Regions from separate parts of the Zea mays genome. Here region 1 is linked to region 2. Evidence: chromatin contacts called from public Hi-C data. All regions are on one chromosome and are shown on one strand. The core of a region is the stretch at or near the end of the contact, and the rest is flanking DNA. Distances in the headings are between cores, read along the strand shown. Region 1 overlaps LOC100382583. Region 2 holds the start of LOC542144 (salt-induced MAP kinase 1).

What was found. A called contact is a pair of places that touch in the nucleus more often than the background predicts.
Region 1: a contact with region 2 is called in a Hi-C map of tassel, with 2.2 times the contacts expected there. The contact joins the enhancer-like site here to the promoter of LOC542144 in region 2. A contact is called at or near these places in 2 of 25 Hi-C or Micro-C datasets (ear and tassel).

Annotation. Positions count from the first base shown.
Region 1 is chr9:131,104,098-131,109,365 of Zm-B73-REFERENCE-NAM-5.0, reverse strand. LOC100382583 reads right to left here. Exons shown (of 8, transcript NM_001175313.1): 4 at 5,215-5,268; 5 at 5,029-5,128; 6 at 4,870-4,911; 7 at 4,737-4,778; 8 at 4,191-4,551. The coding sequence ends at 4,387. Among protein-coding and RNA genes, the nearest start is that of LOC118473393, 27 kb to the right of the region's middle. Within about 2 kb of position 3,990, at least 10 of the 20 cell types and tissues checked have an H3K27ac peak or open chromatin away from gene starts, as enhancers often do. A contact at or near this core is called in ear and tassel, where this site is marked.
Region 2 is chr9:130,842,589-130,847,551 of Zm-B73-REFERENCE-NAM-5.0, reverse strand. It overlaps LOC542144 (salt-induced MAP kinase 1), which reads right to left and starts at 3,193. Exons shown (of 7, transcript NM_001111769.2): 1 at 2,773-3,193; 2 at 2,408-2,537; 3 at 1,520-1,657; 4 at 851-1,183; 5 at 100-283; 6 at 1-23. The coding sequence starts at 2,933.

The sequences.
Region 1 (5,268 bases), core at 2,741-5,240, 260 kb before region 2:
ATATTAATGTTTAATTTAGTTTCAAGCTCTGTGGTGATGTGGGATTTCATAGCTAGTTTCTACTCTTTTTACTCCTAGTAGATCAGAGATAGATTACGGTAAGCATTTCAAAGGTGGAATCCAATGTAGTTCTGCTACATAAATTCCAAGTATATGTCCATTCAGGACTGACCTTTACCATTTGGCTTAAAAGTATATCATACCAATCAAAGGACTATACCTAGTCAATTCAGCGAATATAAGTATTTACAATTCTGAGATGTATGCAACACAAGCATAGAGGTCCCAGACAGGACGAGTAAAGTGGTTCGACGGGAACACACAATATTTTTTTTTGCACACCAACATAGTGAAATTTTTCTTAGAGTAACCTTTCGATGTACTCGCAACTTCGTGTTGCTAGGGTACTAGCCATTTATATCAAAGTTCGCTTCATGTCGTTCAACAACAAAGAGAGCAACGTGTCAACATCTGGTTGAGCAATGTATAACTGAGATTTATAGCCTTAAATCATTTGGTAAGGTCTTATTGCTTACTAATAAAATCCCAATTTGTGATGTCTTTTGTACCAAAAAGCTTTCATGCATTATATATCTTCGGTTTGCTTCGGATAAAACTTTTATGCATGAGGAGGGAGAGCAAAAAAATTAACTTATCTGTGTTTTATTGTATTTCAATTTATTTTCCCAGATTTCGAAGCACTATAGAGCTTGATATAGTTGTTATGGCCACTTGGCGATATATTTATATAATGCCACACAACACAGTCAAATAAAATATAGGGCCAAACAAAATTGTTTATGAAGGTTGCGCATAATGTGACTTTAGGGGACTTGAACAACCCACCACAATCCACGCGAGTACAAGCTCTAGCGTCTGGTGTCAACGCGTGTGCGGCCATCAGGGCTACGACAACACAGCAAGCCTTCGTAATAAGCGCAACAGGCACAATTATGGTTCGGTAATTGGGGTACACGATAAGTCCACGCAACGTGCACAACAGGTGCATTTGTGGCTCGATAATCACGGCAGACAGGCAGTGCCTACAGGGCATGCGAAAAATACGCGACTCAGCGATGGCGGTCTGACTCAACGAGAGTGGTCCGATTAAGCAAGAGTGCGACATAGCAATCAAATGACGCAGCCAAGTTCGTACGACACAAATACTGTGTCGTGTTGCCAGGGCGCAGCCAGGGCTCAGCCAATGCCATAACTCGGTCGATTAATAACGTTGTCTGATCGGTGTGTCCGAGTACCCACTATACAATTTAATCGCTCGACGTGAGTCCAAAAGCTCAACACAATATAAATATTTAGAGCGATTTGAGTATGCCCTATATAGACTTTACATGCATTTTAATAATTTTCTGCTACGGTAAATAAAAGCAGAAAAATAAACACTAAAATTATTGCATGAGCATAACACATCAGGTGTAAAAAGCATTTTCCATATTTAAACATGTATTTTTCTACTAATTATTTACTGCAGGAAAATAATTAATTAAAGTAGAAATTATAACATAAAACATGCTTTATTTTTTTTTTATAATCTACAGCATGAAATAAATAAAAAATAAATGGAGGCTTTTCTTTCTTAGCCGACTTTTTCTCTATTTTTTTCTTCTTCGGCCGCTCCTACTGGAGCATTGATGCCCGCCATGCATGACATTTTTTTTTCACAATGGCAGCGAGTAGAGGCAGACGTGCAAGAACTTTTATGCTTATCACCATCTGTGCATGCATGCGAATCTTAATTTTAAGATAGACTGGTGAGACGGCAGTACGACACATCCTCCGGGCCGCTGCGCGCAACGATTTTTGCGGCGAGCTGTTACTGGATGCGGCTTTCCCGTGCAGGCCCAGGATTCTCACAAGAAACGCGGATGACTCAAATGTATCTGGTTGACGATCTGTTTTTACTGCCGTCCACCAAAACAAAGCTTCCAGATCTAAAGCTAACTGAGGAGCAAACCGAAGCCACCACAGTCAAAGAAGATCCAAGAATGACCCTTCCTCAACGCATTGGCACGGTGCGAGCACAACACCACGACGGTAATGGCAGTTCGTCGCGTATGGATCACAGCTCGTGCACATTAACATATTAAGAACAGTAAATATACCGTTCCATTACGTAGAGGAAAAATCGAAGCCTGACGCGTAGGACAGTTCGGCTAGGCCGGAGGACCTGCCGACTTGACGGAGAGTTGATGCAAATCTAATCCCGCAGCAACGTCGAGGTAGAGCGTGCTGATAACGTATTGAGAACTACGTTACCACGGATCACCAGATCCGCTCTCTTCCCTCCCGTCAGCAGTAGAGGCGCGAGAAGCTGTAGAGAACCCGTCTCCCTTCCCATAAGCACGACAGAGGAAACACACGAGACACATGATATAGGGTTGGGCCTCTGGCCTCTTTTTGATCTGTGTTACATGAAGTGTGTTACATGAAGGGGTGTACAGGTTCCTTATATAGAGATGTGAGACCCGGGCAAAGCCGGTATTTGCCCACATAACCCTAACTAGGGTTACTTAACAGTAACTATCAAATTCAGGTGTTACATTTCTTCTCCTCTCTCTAGTTTCCTTTCTCTTTTCTTTTAGTAGAGGATTGGTTATTTTATTTGGAGATGTAACAATACTTTAGTAAATAAAACTCTAAGGGAATAAGAATTGTTGCATAAACCATGAAAATAGTTTTAGATTTTTTTTCTAAATGGTGTTCTAGAATATGGTGCCTAGCATTAAATGTCTTGTCCATGCCACTTGACAAATATCATGACACATGTTCTACAATCTAGATTTTCTTGGCGCATTATGCTCCATAATTCATTGCATTAAAACTTAATTTAAACTACTTTGAAAATCTATCTAACGTAGGAGACTAGTGTTCACTACAACGTCGTAGATGCTTTAGTAGTGCTTCTTTGTACTTCGGATGATCAATGTTGACTAATTGTAATAGATACATGAAGTTGTACTAGCAAATAAACACTAAAATAAGTCTATTAAAATTTAAATAATTTTAGAGCATGATTTTAGAAAAATCTGAAACAAGTTTTGTAATCGAGCTAAAATAAATTATCTATGAATTTTCAAGGTTAAACCAGGTTTAAGTTTTTTTTTAAAATTGCATCATTTTTATGTAAAAAAATGTTTGAATATATTTTTATTATTCTTTAGCATTTTTTATAAAAAAAATTGAATTCGATTTACTTTCTTAACTTTCAACTTAGTCCGATTTCATACGACGCCACATCAATGACACTGTCGTCAAAACCGTTATGATAACAAAGTGACCTTTTTTCAAAATTTAAGAGGATTAGAGCATATCAAGACACTAGCCAAATATCTTCTCAAGCTAAATTCTAGCTACTTAATAGTAAAATAACTTTTCACAGCCTAGGCATCTAAATCGTGAAGCTTCTGACTCTCTAAATTAGCTCTCTCATTAGCCAAACTAACTTGCATGTTGAAGAGTCTTGAAATGAGATGCTACATATATAGTTTAATCTTTATGGAGAGGTAAATAGAGAATAAAAAATAAAGAGTCCCTTGAAAATGCTCTTAGGAAACTAGTTTTATAGATTAGTGTACTGATGTAATCGAATCAAATACGGATAGATATTACTCGTTTTATATGTGTTTTTATATTTTCTCGAGTTGTGTCGGATAAGATTTGAATGGATATCAACGTCTTAAATATTGAACTTTAATTATATGAATACAAATATAGATTAGATACTAAATACATGGACTCAGATGTCAACCCTCTTAGGCGGATTGATTACGTAGACCCCTAGATTAGTGAGAAAAATCGAACGAAAAATGGATTGGATTGATTACGTAGACCCCTAGATAGTTCATGGTGTAAATCAGACTTTTTCGGATCGGAAAATGGATTGTCCTTCTTCTCAAGGGCAGCTTGGCTCACATCGGGAAAAAAAAATGCCGCAGTGGCAGGCCGCGAAATCGGCCCGCTCCAGCGGAATTGTGCTTACATATCCCAGCAGTGCCAGTGTCCAGGTATCCCTTTCACCCTTTGCGTTACAATAACACTACACGTGTAGCCCGAGCGAGTTGTCGGCGTCGCATGCGATATGCCAAGTGAACTCTAAAGACTTCGGCAGCTGCGTATAAGAAAAGTAGCGCATCAAGCTTGGTTGGGTGTATCCATGGGTGGATTTCATTTTCAGGCCCCAGAAGGCTTGCAGCTAGCTAACCAGCCGTTTCTTGCATCCACATACTACAGATTTATTTTTATTTTTTTTACTTTTCAAGTACAAGTTTGCATACAAAAGTTGCAAATAAAACCATTGACGTGTGCCCTTCGATGCTTTAATTTCAGGGAGCTTATTCCTTTTAGCCGATCGAACTGAAAATCCGTGGTTCAATCAGAGTCCCGGTTGGAGGAGCGCTCCCTGCCGGGTAATCCTATGTACAGCTCCGTCTCCACGTCCATGTCATTGCTCGGTGCCGGCAGGCTACGCGGCCAAGGAGGGACACAGCGGTTCAGGTCCGGTGGCGCCTCCGGTGGAGACTGGAGGTTGCGCTGCTGAAGCCACAAGAACAGAACAGGCAGCACGTTAAGTTTTAGAAAACCACACATGATGGCTGTGAGACTGTCTTTCTTGCGCATATCATGTTAACGTTAAGAGTTTAATTTACAGTTTGCAATGTTATTAAAAAAACCCTACATGCCTTCTCTGCGGTTTTCAATGTTGTGTTCGTTTGATTTACCTTATCCCGCAACTCTTTGTTGTCTTGGAGCAGGGTCCTCTCCTGCAAGTTGTACAAGGAACAGCAGAGGTCAGGAATTGGTCACTAAGAGTTTCAGGATACTCTGGGGTCTGGGCTCTATGCGTTATCTTACCTTCTCCTTCAGCTTGGATATCTGCTGCTCCAGCAGTTGTGTCTGTGAAAACAAAAGGTAGGACGTGCATATCAACTTGGGCGAACAGTTTCTTTGTTATCGTAATACGCAGAAATTTTAGAGACTAGGGTTTATGTGACAACTGTGGCATTTACTTACCTTCTTCCCTCTGATGACGTGAAGGCTCTTCGCCAGTTTAACCTCCAGATTATGCAGTTCTTCAATGGAGCATTCTTCTAAATTTTCACCCAGAAACATTCTGCAACTCATGTCAAGGCGGTGAATTGATGGCCGTTCTGCTCTGAGGAATGTCATTAATCTTTAGTGAAATACATGATTGCTCACCGTTTGGTCTTTTCTAGGGCTTCGAGTCTACTTGCCAAGCTTACGGCATCTGCT
Region 2 (4,963 bases), core at 1,944-4,443:
TGGATGATGCAGAGCCTCATCAACTGCATATGAAAAAAAAGGTCTTTGAGTTTATAGTTAAGCCACCACTAATAAAGTGACTTGCATGAAGGCAGGTACCTGTAATCCGTCTGCTTGGATCAAACACAAGCATCCTTTCCAACAAATCGACTGCGCCAGGAGACATGTTGCGGAAACGCAGGCGGAAGTCCTGTCTTGGAAACTGTGGTAGTTGTTTCATGTATCTTTTTGCATTATCACTTCGAAGAAATCCCAGGCTTGCATCATCTGGAGAGCCTATGAGCTTTTGGAAGAGAAAAAACTCATTAAAATTAATGCCCAGATTATAGTAGCATTTTAACAAAGGAGAAAGGTACTCAATGGTGCAGATTAATAGAAGTTAACAATGCATCCTATAATAATAGACTAGGATGTATGTGAAAAATATCAATAAAAGAGAGGAAAGTTAATAGAACCAAGAAGTTAATATAAAACAGTTGAAAGGTCAAATCTGGATTTCTGATCTTGTAAAAAGGGCAGACCAAATGCCAAAGGCTCCCACACGTGCGACATGGTGACTCAGTGAGACAACTCTCACCACTGCACCAAGACTATCCTTCTAGGATTTCTGATCGTGTAAACAATGCAAATTGCAATTTCTAAAAACAAATTAGACTTCTAGTTAAAATCATATGTAACTCCTACTCAAACATACATAAAGGGGGACATAGAAACATAAAGGGGGGACACAGAAATATAGGCATAAACACGAGTAGCTAATATCTTGGTTTTCTGGATGAAACAGAGAAATTAATCACTGTATTGCACTATGAGAAATGCTAGCACAAACAATCCATTACAATAAATTTACCTCAGTGATCAATTTTAATTGCTGGATGTAATCCCGTCCAGGAAACAGGGGTTGACGAGTAACGATTTCACCTAGTATGCATCCAACTGACCAGACATCAATGGCAGCAGTATACTGTGAACAGTTCAACAGCAGCTCTGGTGCCCGGTACCAACGAGTGACCACATACTCTGTCATGAGATCTGTCTCTGAAGTGGTCCTTGCAAGCCCAAAGTCTGCAATCTTGAGGTCACAATTTGCATTTAGGAACAAATTGCTCGGCTTCAGATCGCGGTGCAATATATTTGCTGAGTGCACATATTTTAGCCCTCGTAACAACTGATACAAGAAGTACTGCAAGGAAAAAGGGGGAACATAGAAATATAGATTATAGAATATATCATTGTTGTGAAGCAATATATTACTCCCTCCGTACCAAAATATAGTTCTTTGTAGCCTACTTTTTTTCCATCCACATTCATTCGAATGTAATGAATGTAGACATACATACAAACTACATTAATAGGTTAATTAATGAATGTATATTTAGTCTAAAACGAATTATATTTTGGGACGGAGGGAGTACATGATAATCAATTTCTGAATTGGGCACAAACATCATTTACTTGAATAGTTGGATAAAAATCTGTTTGGTATAACATAACTTTGGCACAAGCTGGAGCAACAGACCTGGCAATGATCATCAGTCAATGGCTGATTTGAGCGTACGATCTGATGGAGATCTGTATCCATTAACTCAGTAACAATGTACACGTCATTAAAGTTCTCTCTAGTTGGGGGCCGAATTACATCCTTTAAGGCAAGGATCTGTGACCACAAGTTAAAATCATTATTAGACAAATTAGATCATAGGAACTTCATTGCTGAGTAGAAGTACAACATGGTTGATGGTTCTAACACATGCATACAAATTCTGTGAAGAAATCAAACCCTCAGTACTACTTTAAGCCATGTTAATGAATGTGGCGAGAATCAATAGTACAAGCCTGCCAAATAAATGTCAGTGTATGTGCCAGCCAACCATGTGGAGCTGACCCCATGGCCTTTTTGGATATTCCTTATTTAACAAAGTACAGATAGGCTAAAGTTTTTCCTCCGAAATAAATTAAATTTGAAAACAAAACCATATGCAATCCCTAATCCAACCCCATGTCCCCACTTCACTTTAATATGTCAACTATAGAAAGCGTGAAGATGGGAGTACTGTCCTCCATCCTATTTATAGAAATTCTACATAAGCAGAGAACAGAAATTTCAATACATTGCATAACGACCGGTGTTGCAGTAAAGCTGTGCTTCTTTGATACTCAAAAGGCACTGCGTGTTGCAGCTATTTTTAGCGAATTGGCAGCATAGATCTTTACAGTTGAAAGAACTACCACAACTGTAAGCTTCCTATGACAAGTTGACAACTTAAAGCACACACAACCATAATGCCGATAACTAGGAGATTGTGGAGAAACAAACAAGAGCAAGCCCCAAATCCAAGTATCACAGAACCAGAATTCCAGAAATGGCCAGAGGCACCGGTAAAAAAAAAGCATCACACGTGCGTACGTTCTCATGGTCCATGTGGCGCAGCAGCTTGATTTCCCTGAGCGTCCGCTTGGCGTCGATGTGGTTGTCGAACGCATTGCCAACCTTCTTGATCGCAACCTCCTCCCCTGACTGCGAGTTGACAGCCGCGCTGAAACGAGGGAACAGCCCCCAAAATTACTTAGTACAAGATTAGCACATCTACGGGCTATGCAGACAAACTTTGCGGCAGTGACTCGTCTCTCCATAAATCTTTGCCTAAACCGCCACAGCCGCACCAAATCTACACGCGCAACCACGGCGCGTAGGCAGAGCAAAGACAGCAGCTCGATTTGCCATCACCAGCGGGGGGAGTGGGGAAGGAAGGGGAGGGGGAGGGGACGCACCAGACAATGCCGTAGGCGCCGCGACCGATGGGGCGGATGGGTGGGGCGTACTTGGAGGAGACCTCGAAGAGGTTTCCGTACACGTTGTACAGCACGTAGCGGCCCCCGTGCGTCGCCATACCCTTGATCTGCGCTCCACCGCCGCCGCCGGAGGAATCCATGGTTCCTTTCGCCTCCTTCCTCGCCTCTCTGGAAGGGGGCGTGGAGGAGGGACCTAGGGTTATGGGGCTAGGGTTGGTGCAGCTTGACCAGCGTCTAGTCGTTGATGGGCGGCCTCAAGGACTGTAGTGGAAGAAGCTTCCCTCCTTTTGACTTGGGCGGCGACTGGGGAATGGGGATGGATCCGGAGCGCAACGAGGAGGAAGGAGGTGGAGCGGTGTTTGGGGGAAAACACCTCATGTTTTTTTTTATTTAAAAAAATTATATTCTACGGAGTACATTTGTATTTCCTACCCCCTCGCTTTCTCTTCCGAATTATAAGGTACTTTATTTTCTTAGAAAAAACCAAAATAATGTAAATTTATTTTAAAAATATAATAAAATAAATGATTTAAGTGTTTTAAACAATCAGAATATACCTTATGATTTGAAATGGGGGAATACGTGGTCATGAACCTGCCACATATGATCCAGTGAGGTAGCCGGTGACATGACCTTGTTGCGTACTAGGTGTAGCGTCATCATTAAGTGACGGAAACATAAATGGTTGGGAGAGAATAGGATTCTAGTTCACTAATGATCAAGTATAAATAGAGCTCTACTTTCTGGTTTTAAGTTTTATCCTTGAACTTATTATTTTGCTGATGAAGCGATTCTATTGAGGAGCATATGGTAAAGCAATTCTGATGGTGATTGAACTGGGAGCAAATAAAAAGTGGGTTCTCTTTTTAACTTGTAGCTTGTAAAGTAAATATAGAAAGGGCTCTATATAATAATCAGTTCGAAGCATGATCCTACCAATTAAGCTCTCAAGTTATGGTGTCTATAGCTATTTCTCAGAGCAAACAATGAAAAAATAATACAGTACAGTACATGCTAAGAGTTTGGAATTCAACTTACAGTCGTACAGAAAGCAAGAAATACCTTCATTTCCTTACGCGGTGCATTGACCCGTTTACTCGTCAGCATGATATGGGATCAGCATCAGCAGCCAGAAATGTCAATCTGCGATGCGCTTGACAATTCCAACTCCCAAGCAGTTGGCATGGAGGGTTTCTCTTCTCTTGGGGGCATGGCGCTGTGCCTTTCAACCACCTCTTGACCTTGCTAAGAGCCACACGTTTCTTCCACGGTCGATGTCAAGGCATGAAGATGGTGTGGATCCATCATATATAGGACGATCTGTGTGAAAGCTCGTCTGGCCGAAATCCGAAGTAATATGAAATCACGAGCTTGCATGCGCCCTGATCAATGTGAGGCCATCGCTATCGCATTCTCTACTTTAAACTATACTCTATAAACAGTGTCAAACATTATCATCTACGATGTTATCTATGTAAGAATTTCAATTAAGCTCACGACTATTAAAATTTTCTAGGTCATAAACTTTTAAATTTATTCATCATAGATTTATACATCTTAACTTTAAACATAACGTGACATATATACAGTCATGCACCAATGCGGTGTTCAAATTAAATTTAACCCATTCTTCTTGTTTAGCTCCCTCTCTTCATCAGCCTCACATGACACCATCGCTATGCTCAGGGACGGATCTACGTCCGGGGCTGCAGTCCACTAACTCAAACGAATAGGCCCATATCGTCTCCAAAAAATAGGTCACGTTCACGTCCGCTCCTCAGTCCAGCAGGCAGCCGCGTCCCCGCGTCCGTCCAGCCGCCGCTCGCCGGCTCGCCGTCTTGGGGCCTCGTCGTCTCCGCCTCTCGCCCTCTCTGGTTGTGGACTCGTGTGCGCTGGCCCCGCAGGCCCGCCTCCGGTCGTGGGCGCTCGCCATCTCGCCGTCTTCGCTCGCCGTCTCCGGTCGTGGCCTCGTGAGCGCTCGCCCTCGCTGTGCAGGTCCGTATATTTTTTTACTTTCTTCCCTCGAGACGAAGAGGATCAAGGGCGAGTTCGTATGTTTGTGTGGATGCAGGAAACCCATCGATTCGTGTTGTTTCCCCTTCCTTGCATGCTTCAATTAGCGAGCCTTCTGGTGTGGGTTTTTCGAATAGGCTCATTTTCTTTACAATCA